Regions from separate parts of the Lactuca sativa genome. Here region 2 is linked to region 1. A link is a contact called in public Hi-C data. All regions are on one chromosome and are shown on one strand. Each heading gives the region's core, a stretch centred on a gene start, on an enhancer-like site or on the middle of the called end of the contact. The rest is flanking DNA. Distances are from core to core; before and after follow the strand shown. Region 1 holds the start of LOC111887503 (protein LURP-one-related 17). Region 2 holds the start of LOC128126782 (gamma-gliadin-like).

What was found. A called contact is a pair of places that touch in the nucleus more often than the background predicts.
Region 2: a contact with region 1 is called in a Hi-C map of seed, with 4 times the contacts expected there. The contact joins the promoter of LOC128126782 here to the promoter of LOC111887503 in region 1. A contact is called at or near these places in 2 of 4 Hi-C or Micro-C datasets (leaf and seed).

Annotation. Positions count from the first base shown.
Region 1 is chr6:45,269,275-45,274,946 of Lsat_Salinas_v11, forward strand. It overlaps LOC111887503 (protein LURP-one-related 17), which reads right to left and starts at 2,801. Exons shown (of 2, transcript XM_023883672.3): 1 at 2,355-2,801; 2 at 1,421-2,125. The coding sequence starts at 2,654. The coding sequence ends at 1,787.
Region 2 is chr6:45,634,447-45,640,118 of Lsat_Salinas_v11, forward strand. LOC128126782 (gamma-gliadin-like) reads left to right here and starts at 2,942. Exons shown (of 1, transcript XM_052764896.1): 1 at 2,942-3,412. The coding sequence starts at 2,942. The coding sequence ends at 3,412.

The sequences.
Region 1 (5,672 bases), core at 1,551-4,050:
TGGGTAGAGGTTACTGACCCGTGATGATCAATTTAGTATAACAATTATTATTTTATAGTTAACGTCATTAATATAATCATTTTCAACATAATATATTTATCAGAAGTTTTATTACAGACTTTAAGTTGTGCTATCCAATGTTCGCCTAGTTAAGAAATAAGGAAAAAAAATAGGTTAAGGACACATGAAATACTGTAAACTTTTGCACAACCAAAATAAAAAATATTATATTTTTTTTACAGGAGAAATAACATAATAGACATTTTTTTAAAATAAAATTTTAAGGTAATGAACTATCATTTTTGTATATCTTTAACAATTTTTTATACGATTTATCATTAAACTCATCTAAATTTTTCAAAACCTTCCATTTTGATAGGGTATTGCATGATAATGTTTTTTTATATGCGATTTATCATTAAATATTTTGTACACGACTTATGATTATATCGGTCACCTTCTCCGATCTACACCATCTACTCTCATCACCACCATCCACCTCACGCCAACACTATCCGTCTTCTGTAAAAAGCACCATATTTTATCAACATTATAACCACCCATCTCCACCATTCATTGCCATCACCAAGAAGTTAATATAAAATTATGAATGGAGGTGGTTACTTGTGTCGTGTGATTCAAGAAGAAAGTTAAAAGAGAGTGAGAGAGATAGGAACGTGGGGGTAGGGTGGGTTTTGCAAAATATAAGGAAAAGGAGAGGAGCATGGAAAGATGTAAGTAATGGCAGGAGGGATGCTAACGATAGTTAATTGAAGAGGTGAGAACATTTTTATTTAAAAAAAATGAGATGATTGTTCGCATTGCAACATTTTTTAAAAGTAAACATACAAATGCTTTTATCTTTCTTCATTGGAGTTGTGTTAGCCGGATAAGATGATCAAATGACCGGAAAAATGAAGGTGACTAAATATACATACAAAATGGTTTATTGGTAAATTGTGTAAAAAAATGTGAGCTCATTGATGTTTTTAAACATCAAATGTGAGTTTAATAATGTTTTTTGAACATATAAACCGGATACATGTTCATTTTTAATCTACTTACCTACTTAATCATGTTACAAATTGGTGATTTCGACTTAGGTACACAAGTTTCTCCTAAATTACTAGCTTCTCAAACAAAACTAACTTATCATTACTGATAGTAATTTAGATACTCGAGAAATAGTTAAACATACAGTTTACATACCAATACAAAAGATTGGGACATTAGAGACGTCACAACCATGTTTATGAACGGTTCAAACGGAGTTTTACACAATGCTAATACAACATGTGATAACTTACCTAATTAATCATTGCCATTATTATGCAACAATTGATGATAATGTTTAGGTTGGCATGGTTTTTCGATATTTGATTAATGATTAAGCAATAGGTACCGTGTTACAATTCTCATAGGACAGAAAAAGATAGATCACGATATAATTTATACATACGAATTTATACATGAGTTGATCTAGTACCAATAAAATGCGGTATGAGGGGGGTCTCAGTCAAATATGAGACGTACAATATCTTTAACATAGCCTAGATTCTATACCAAATGAAATTCTTGCATGTCCGACAATTTGTAGTTCCTCCAATGAAAAATGTATGGATTCCTCCTCTCAGTCAGATTTGGCACATAACATATATATGTTTTACATAGCTTGATTTTTTTGTTTGCTGTTCTAGATTCGCTACTGATTCAACTTGATTCAACTAGATACCTGGATTTACTAAATCTCACATGTCACACAATATTAATTATATTGTTACAATGGTCAAAGTGACATTTGATCTAATAACAAAACTATACCCATTGCTAAACCAGAATCAAACCCTCCATTTACAACCAACACGAAAACTTCTAGCCCCAAAGAAACACCTTTTGTGGTAGTTTCTTTCCTTCTAATCTCAGCCAATACATTTCTTGATTCATCAAGAACTTTGCATGATCTGTTCACGTATGATCCCTCAATCACATACCCTCCTGTCTTCTCATCATATGGTGTTGGATAAACTTGAGCTAATATCTTTACCTTCGGACGTAGAATATCAACATGTTTTCTTGCACAACATATTGGTTTTTGTTTCTTCGATAATATTTCACCTTCGAATACCTATAAATTCTACACTATCTTTAGTTTCTGGTAATACATATTCCAAAGCATAAGAAATATGTCGACAAGGTAAGGTATATAAAATATATTTCGTATGTAGTTTATGAGCGAACTTAAAGGAAACATAAATGTGGGATCCAAAGAATTGAATGAATTTTTTCAAAGAAAATGTCGTACTTCAATTATAACAAGTAAAATATAGTAACTTTATCTGTAAAAGTAACAGTACCTTGCTACGGGAAACAGTGAACATGGGTTTCCCGGAAGCATCCATGAGAACGACTTCTTGTTGCCGGCGGCAGCCGTAATTATCCACTCTATATACCAAGTCACCGTCGGAGTTTATTACCGTGAACCCACTACAACCTATGAACAATGACTTCCTCCACACCGTTAAACTCGTCGTCCCGCAACCACCATCATCATCGCCGCCGTGGCTTCCATCATCACCACTGCCATTCGATGGTTCTGGATCTTGATATCGCTCTTCATGCACTGTCCTCGACAAAGATTTTAAGAATCGTAGCATGTTTTAATTTCTCTCTATCTCAAGTTCTTTCTCTCGCAAGATTTCTGTTTCTCTCTCCAAAGATTGGGAAGATGAAGAAGAGCAATTGGGGAGATATTTATGATGATGATGGATGAGATTTTGAGGGGCTTTATTGTAATTTTGTGTTCTCCGCGGGGTTGCTGCCACATGATAGTACTACACAACCACGCATGTCACATAATTTGACCAACATTTCATACATACAAATACACTTTATACTGTTACATGACCAATATATTCCACCCTTCTTTATGTGTGCAATTTTATTAAAGTAACTAAAACATATGATACATGTGTTATATATTTGTATCTATTTATATATCTATTATATATTTATATATCTATTATAATATAAGCTTATCATTTTTATTTGTTTGTGAAAAATATTTTTTCTTTCATATTATTAATTTGATTTTTTTGGCTAAAAATGGATTAAGCACCGGGGGCACCCAACCAAACTGCATGAATCTAGTCTTGAAAATAGAACAGGTGCCTGGAATAATGGCACGTTATTAAAATTTTGAACTAATTTTTAGTTAAACATTCAATATAAACCGAGGAAATTGTGTCCAATATGTTTAGAAAGTTACATTGAATTATAGAGATGAGTTATTGTGCCCGTTTTATTAACAAAACAATTTGCATTGGGCTGGTTTTGAAATTTAGAGTTTTTACGTATCCACATAATAAAAATTTGAAAAGTAAGAAAATAACAAATATTAAATATTATACATAAAGGTTTGATTATTTTAATATTACCATACGATTCTATTATGGCATAACATGCGGGTAAAAATTTATTTTGGAAACTCTGGTCAAAACAACAAATACCCAAAGGTTTGATTATTTTAATATATTTCTTAAAATCATACTTTATATTTTTGTGATTAATAATATAGATCTTTTTATAGTGTAGTTTCTTTCTATCCATACATCCATGATCTGTTTGGAATCTGTTAATCCTCTCATATGATGGGTTTTGTTAACACATCAAACGTGTCAAACATAAAGGTAGGGGCATGTTGAGTCTCCATCGATCGCTAATGCGCATTGGGGTCAATAATTACTCTTTTACTAGTTAGTGTCTTATCATGTTTCTTAATAATCTAGAAACTTCTATTACACATTGTTGTTCTTATTATGAAAAAAACGATTAGGCTCAAAAGAATGGACCGTGGTTTTGGTCTCACTTAGTGCCACAGGGGAACCCCCCCCCCCCCCCCCCCCCACCCATGCTCTCTCTCTCTCTCTCTCTCTCTCTCTCTCTCTCTCTCTCTCTCTCTCTAGGTGTGGTAAAGAACCACACTTTGTGTGGTATAAAATTATAAATGATATGATACTTATGTGGCTCCTACATGTCAGAGGAGGGAGTATGGTTTTTGTGACGTCACTCCTTCCAACCTTATATTTTATTAATTTTATTTACATAAATAAAGTTTTCCGTCTTAAATATTTTGGGTTTCTACTTGGTTAGCAAGTATAGAATGATGCACTACTAATGACATAAAACTTTAAGTTAATTATTTATCTATTTTCAAATTAGACTTATCGAGTGTATAACTAATTAACAAGAGACGATTCGTACAAAATATTTTTTTTCTTGAATAAAAATATATATGTTTCAAATTATTATACTATACAACCTTATAAAATATAAATTGTTATATATATATATATATATATATATATATATATATATATATATATATATATATATATATATATATATATATATATATATATATATATATATATATAACAAAACTATGTTAAAAGAATATTAAAAAAGATACAACAATACCTACCTGTTATTTCCGTTGCCAACTTTTTCTAGAAAAGCCTTTTTAATAGTTAATTCATATATTTGTTTTCTAGTGTTAGCATGTGTGTTTCTAAACACAATGAGATATGTGTCATATCCAAGCATCTGCTCTTTTGATTCCTTTTTCTTTTTAATAATTTTGATATAGTTCGAATCAGTGACGTGGTGTTGGTGTTATGATTGTTGGTTTCCTAAGGATCAATTGCTATGATAATGCATATGGATTATGTTTTTTTTATACCTTTGTTTTTTTTTTATGAGAGAAGTTAAGATTTTTCTTATATATATAACTAGTTGTGAGACCTGTATATTATACGGATTGATTAAAACAAAATGTTAAATATGAACAATTAAATTGGAAGTTTATTTGAATTTGAAAATTATGAGAAACATGCAAAAACTAATTAAATTAAAATTTTGTATTTAGTTATCAACCCTGTGTATTAAAAGGGCTAACTACAACAAAATGTTAAACACAAATGTTTAAACTGTAAATTTATTTGAACTTGAAATTGAAATATAAAAATTAAAATTTAAAATTAATAATTATTATGGCGGGTTTAATTTATGTAAATTAAATTAATGATTTATTGGAAATGAAAAATAAAGTAAATGACAAGTAGAAAATAAATATATCTCAAAATTATGACAAAATGACATGTGGCCAATTAAATGAGAAAATGACATGTGGCAAAATCATTCTTATTTATTAGTGTAGATGAGCTTAATGAGTTAAACATATAATATGGATACTTATACATCATTTTTATTTATTTACTTTTTAAACATCATGACTCGATATCAAAAAGTTTTTACACTAGCAGTATCAGGAGTTGACTCATAAGTGTTAATTAGCCCAAAAGTTGATGATTTAAGTTCTGTTTGAGACGAAAATTATAGATTTCTGAGCAAATAATGAATACATGTGTGTAAGCCATTTATTAAAAAAACATAATGACTTGATAAGCTGAGCCAAAAAAAGATAGTTTGATATATTAAGACATCCACCCTTACCCATTATCCTTCTTCCTTTATATATGATATGGATCATTTTATGCAAACAAACATCATTACTCTTTCGACTATTATACATGACTCAATAAGGAAAAAAAAACATTGCTCGTCCCGGAGTCATGGAATAGAAGTTCTTACAAGTGGGTTGTTTGTAAATTTTA
Region 2 (5,672 bases), core at 1,692-4,191, 370 kb after region 1:
GAGAGATGGATCTACATTCTTCTCATCCTTCTGGTAATTGCTAGTTTCTTGATGCAAAAACACTTTTGTGATTGTTATCTTGTTGCCATGAGTGGCTAATCTCTTTATTTTGGTTAACTTTGGCAAAAAAAACTTTGGATATTTGTGGGGTTTGAAGGATTCATGCTTTATTGTCATTTATCTTATGTTTATGATTCTAGTTCATATCTTTTATTCTTGTTTAATACTTTGATCATGAGCTTGGTACTTGAATGAGTAGTTGTTGGTTTATTTCATGGGTTTAGCATTGAATCATTGAATTTACTTGGAACAAGGGATATATGATGGTAGAAATCATCTCTAGCTTATGGATCATAAATCCTTTATGGATGTGTAACCATTGACATCCTCTAGGAATTTGGGATTCCTTCATTCTTAAGGTTAATCAACTTTCTTAGGTTCAATTGTTTCAAATAAATCCTTGATTTTGATTAAGAGGGTGTGTTGTGGGCTTCCCCAACCTCCATACAACTTATGAGGAATCTTGGCATATCATGCTTCATGATTTTTATAACCAATTTGGGAAGAATGATAAGTTTCATATTTAATCCTAATGATAAACACACAAGTGTTCATTGTGTTGACTTGCCTTGGTTGACCAATTCTCTCCAATATTTGAGCATCTCACCATCTTGCTTAATTGCAAGCTTTTTAGAAATTCAAGAATTTTAGTTTTCAAGCAATCACAAAGCGCTCCTTTTACTTTAATTGTACTTAGTTAGTTTTATTACACTAGTTCTATTGGATTGCATTGGTGATTGAATACAACTATTTCCCTGAGGGTCGATACCCCTTTTTACCATTATATTACATTTTATTTGCTAATAAAGGGTGTAATTTTCTTAGTGGACTTGACATCCCACCAATTTTTTGCACCATTGTTGGGGAAATTGGTTATTGTTATTTGATTGGTTATGCCTAGGTCTACAAGAACCGGTCAAGTACTCTACAATACGAACATTGAAAAAGAAGCAAAAAGGTTGAAAAAGTTAGCCAAACAAGCAAAGCAATAAAAACACGTTCAAGCTTCTTCCTCTTCTCCACCAATCAACATAGAAGACCAAGTTCATATTTCAAGTGACACCGAAACCGAGCCGACTTCACCCATTGTTGGTAATTTCTTAGAAGACATTCCGTTTGAAAACTACATAGCCATGGATCACACTCCACATCACAATCCCAACCCAAACCCAAACAATCAAGATGCCAATACCCCACCCCAACAACAACAACAACAACAACACTAAGAACCTCTCATAGATATGCCACCTTGGAATCAACTACCTCCTCACCCAAATCCACCTAGTTATCACCAACCACAACCACAAAACCAAAAATTCCACCAAATCAACCAACCTCAAAATAATGATTTTCAAGTTCAACAACAACAAGCACAACAACAACTAAAACCCAATTACCAACAACCTCCAACGTACCAATACCCAATGTACCTTTGACAACAACCACCTTACAACCAATGTCCTAACTACCAACCTTATCCACCGTAAATGTACAACCACCACCAACACCCATACCAACCATACCAACAACCTCCTAGTTACATGCAACAATATCCTAATAACCCCAATCCACCCATTCCCCTCAAGAGTTGACACTAAGACAAATGATGGAGATGAATGTCACCTACACACCTCTTGGTAGTGTTTATCTCGCAAACTATCGAGGAATTGAATTGAAGTCAAGTTTCATACATCAACTCACCAAGTTCCATGGTTTGGATAGAGAAGATCCTCAAAGGCATTCGAAGTCCTTTCAATAGCATGTTTCCCGAACATGTGACATTGGATGATTTCAAGCCAACTGCATTCCCACCCACCTAGGAAGATAAAGCTAAAGAGTGGTTATTCAACATACCACTAGGATCTATTCACACATGGGAAGATTTACTCAAAGCCTTCAATAGCAAGTTCTATTCTACCTCTCGGATATCAAGTCAAAGAAGTGATATTTTAGGGATTCGTCAAGGGGAGAATAAGACTTTTCATGATTTTTGGGAGCGATTCAAAAACTTGTGTACAAGTTTTCCTCTACAGAACATACCCAAACAATTACTTCTTCAACAATTTTATGAGGGTATGAATGAAAAAGATCGAAGGATGATTGATGCTTCAAGTGGTGGTGACATCTTCAACAAGACACCTCAATAAATAAGATCACTTTTTGGTACCATTTATCAAAATGAAAGAAACATTGGAACTCGAAATGATATGAAGAGAAGTTCCCCATAAGTTGTTGGTGAAGTTAGAAACATCCAATAGTTAGAATCAAAGCTAAAGAGTGGTTATTCAACATACCACTAGGATCTATTCACACATGGGAAGATTTACTCAAAGCCTTCAATAGCAAGTTCTATTCTACCTCTCGGATATCAAGTCAAAGAAGTGATATTTTAGGGATTCGTCAAGGCGAGAATAAGACTTTTCATGATTTTTGGGAGCGATTCAAAAACTTGTGTACAAGTTTTCCTCTACAGAACATACCCAAACAATTACTTCTTCAACAATTTTATGAGGGTATGAATGAAAAAGATCGAAGGATGATTGATGCTTTAAGTGGTGGTGACATCTTCAACAAGACACCTCAATAAATAAGATCACTTTTTGGTACCATTTATCAAAATGAAAGAAACATTGGAACTCGAAATGATATGAAGAGAAGTTCCCCATAAGTTGTTGGTGAAGTTAGAAACATCCAACAGTTAGAATCAAAGCTCTTTGATTTGACTAACGTGTTAAGTCAAATGGTAGTGGGAAATGGTCAAAAATTGATGGTTTGTGGTATTTGTGCAATCGTGGGGCATTATACGGATATGTGTCCCGCACTTAGAAGTGAAACAGAGGATGTTAATGCAATGTGAGGATATCAAGGTCAACCAAGACCCATGGGATTTCAAAACACATACAACCCAAATTGGAGGAATAACCCAAACAACCCATACCCACCAAAGCAAAATCCACAAAATATTATGATGAGACCCCAATATCCACAATATCCTTCCCAAAAACCTCCATATCCACAAACAGCTTATCCCCCTCCAAATTACCAACAACCTCAACAACAAGTCCAATCAAGTGGTAACCATCAAATGAGTCTTCAAGAACTTGTTGCTTCTCTTGCTCAAACCCAAACCCAATTTCAAAAAGAGGCAAAGAACACCTTCTCCAACATTCAAGTACAAACTGGAGACTTGGCCACCACTCTCAACAAGATGGAACAAAGAGGTAAACTTCCATATCAAACCAAGAAGAATCCCAATGTGAGTGAAATAACCTTGAAAAGTGGGAAAACACTTGGAGAAAGCAACCCCAAAAGAGTTTCAAGAGAAGAAGAATATGATGTTATGGTTTTTTAACCTCCTACGGTGGTAGTTCCTCCAAAGGAACCAAATGTTCCAAACATTGATCAACCTGAATCTTCCAACAAGACCATCAAGCTATTGATCATACCTCCATTTTTTCTTTCCTGGTTAGCCCCTTCAAAGAAAAATGAGGAAGAGAAAGAGTTTCTTGAGACTTTCCACAAGGTCTAAATGAACATTCCACTATTGGATGCCTTAAAGAAAATTCCAAGATATGCCAAATTTCTTAAAGATTTGTGCACCAACAAGAGGAAATTCAAGGCGAATGAAAAGGTTCAAGTCAATGCAAATGTGTCGGCGGGTATACAAAAGAAGTTACCTCCCAAATGCAAGGACTCGAGAATGTATGATATCTCTCGCACTATTAGTGATTTGCATGTTAAAAGTGCCGCGTTAGATTTTGGTTCTCAATCAATGTCATGCCATATTTTGTTCTTCAATCTCTAAATGTTGGACCTTTGGAAGAAACTGGAGTAATCATTCAATTAGCGGACAAGTTAAGTGTTTTTCCAAGAGGGGTGTTGGAAGATGTGCTAGTGCAAGTTAATCTACTTTTCTTTCCCACAGACTTCTATGTCATTGAGCTTGAAGAGAAGGCTCCTTCCATGTCATCTATGATCCTACTTGGAAGACCTTTCATAGAGACTGCTCACAAGATCATTGATGTCCATAAAGGGGAGATCACTATGGATTTTGATGGAGAGACCATTGACTTCAACATCTTTGAAGCAATGAGGTACCCTAACAACATTTCTCAATTGTATAGGGTTGATGTGATTGAGACAATAACCCAAGATGTGTTTGATTTATCTCATGGGGATATTTTAAAGATGGTACTCAACATGAGTCTAGATTGTGAGAGTTTGAAGGAGAAGTCAGACATGTATACATTGGGACCCAAAGTTGAAGAGATTGTGAAGATGTTGGAAGTCAACAAGTCAAAAAGAAAGATGTCTCTCAAGTTTCCTTTTCTTATTCACCAAACAATATGCCCCCTTCTATAATGCACCCACACGTACTTGAATTGAAAGTCTTACCTAGCCACTTGAAGTATGATAATCTAGGTAACGACGAGACTCTTCCGGTGATCATCTCCTCTTAATTGAAAGATTATGAAGAGGTCTAATTGGTTAAAGTTTTGAATGATCACAAGAGGCCATGGGGTGGAAAATATCATATATCAAGGGGATAAGACCTAATGTATGCACACATAGGATTCTCATGGAAGATGATTACAAACCTAGGAGAGAGGGTCAAAGAAGATTGAATCTTCTAATGATGGAAGTGGTCAAGAAGGAGATAATGAAAAGGTTCAAACAGTACAAAGACAAGAAAAAGAAGTTTCATGACAAGTACATAACCCAAAAGTACTTTGTTCTAGTTTAAAAAATTCTTCTTTGTCATTTGTGTTTAAAGCTATTCCCGGGAAAATTGCGATCTCAATGGCACACACCTTTTATTGTTATAAAACTGTTTGATCATGTTGAAGTTGAAATCAAGAGTTTAGAAACGAAAAAAATCTTTAAAGTGAATGGACACTGTTTGAAACCATTTTATGAAGGCTTTTACAAGGGAGAGTTCGACAGCGTAACATTGGAAACTATGATTTAAGAAGGTTGAAGGAAGCGGGACTATGTATTGGCAAAGACGTTAAATAAATGCATTGTGAATAAATAATATCCGCTTGAGGTTTGGATGTTTCTAGGCTTGAAGTTAGTAAAAAATATGCATCTTGAGGTTTAGAAATGGTTTTGGTGAAGTATGGAAGAAAACTAGAATTTATTGAGCGAAAAATTGCAAAAAGTGTCAAAAATCTACAATTTGCATGGCTAGGATCCTCACCTGCGCAAAGTTGCACTACCCGCGGCACACCCGTACATATCCGAGCTCAAAATGATCCAAATCGTGGTGCTTTCTAATGTCTGTGTGCGGCCAGTTCCTCACCCGCATAGGTTTTGCGAGACTGATAACCCGCCCTCGCAAGCGATTGCAGGACTGCCTCATATCCTCGTAGATCAGTGCATGACCAAGAACAAATGGCCATTTCCTTTTGTATGACCCACCAGCCTTATAACTCCGACCCATATCTGATTCAGATCCAAACCACCTGGCTCGAGCCAAAACCGACCCACCTTATAACCCCTACCCATCGGATTCATTCCTTAAACCACCCCCTTATGCCTCCTGATGAATACAACTCTACCCCATCATCACCAGCACCGCCGATGACTTCAACTTAACCACCACCACCAGT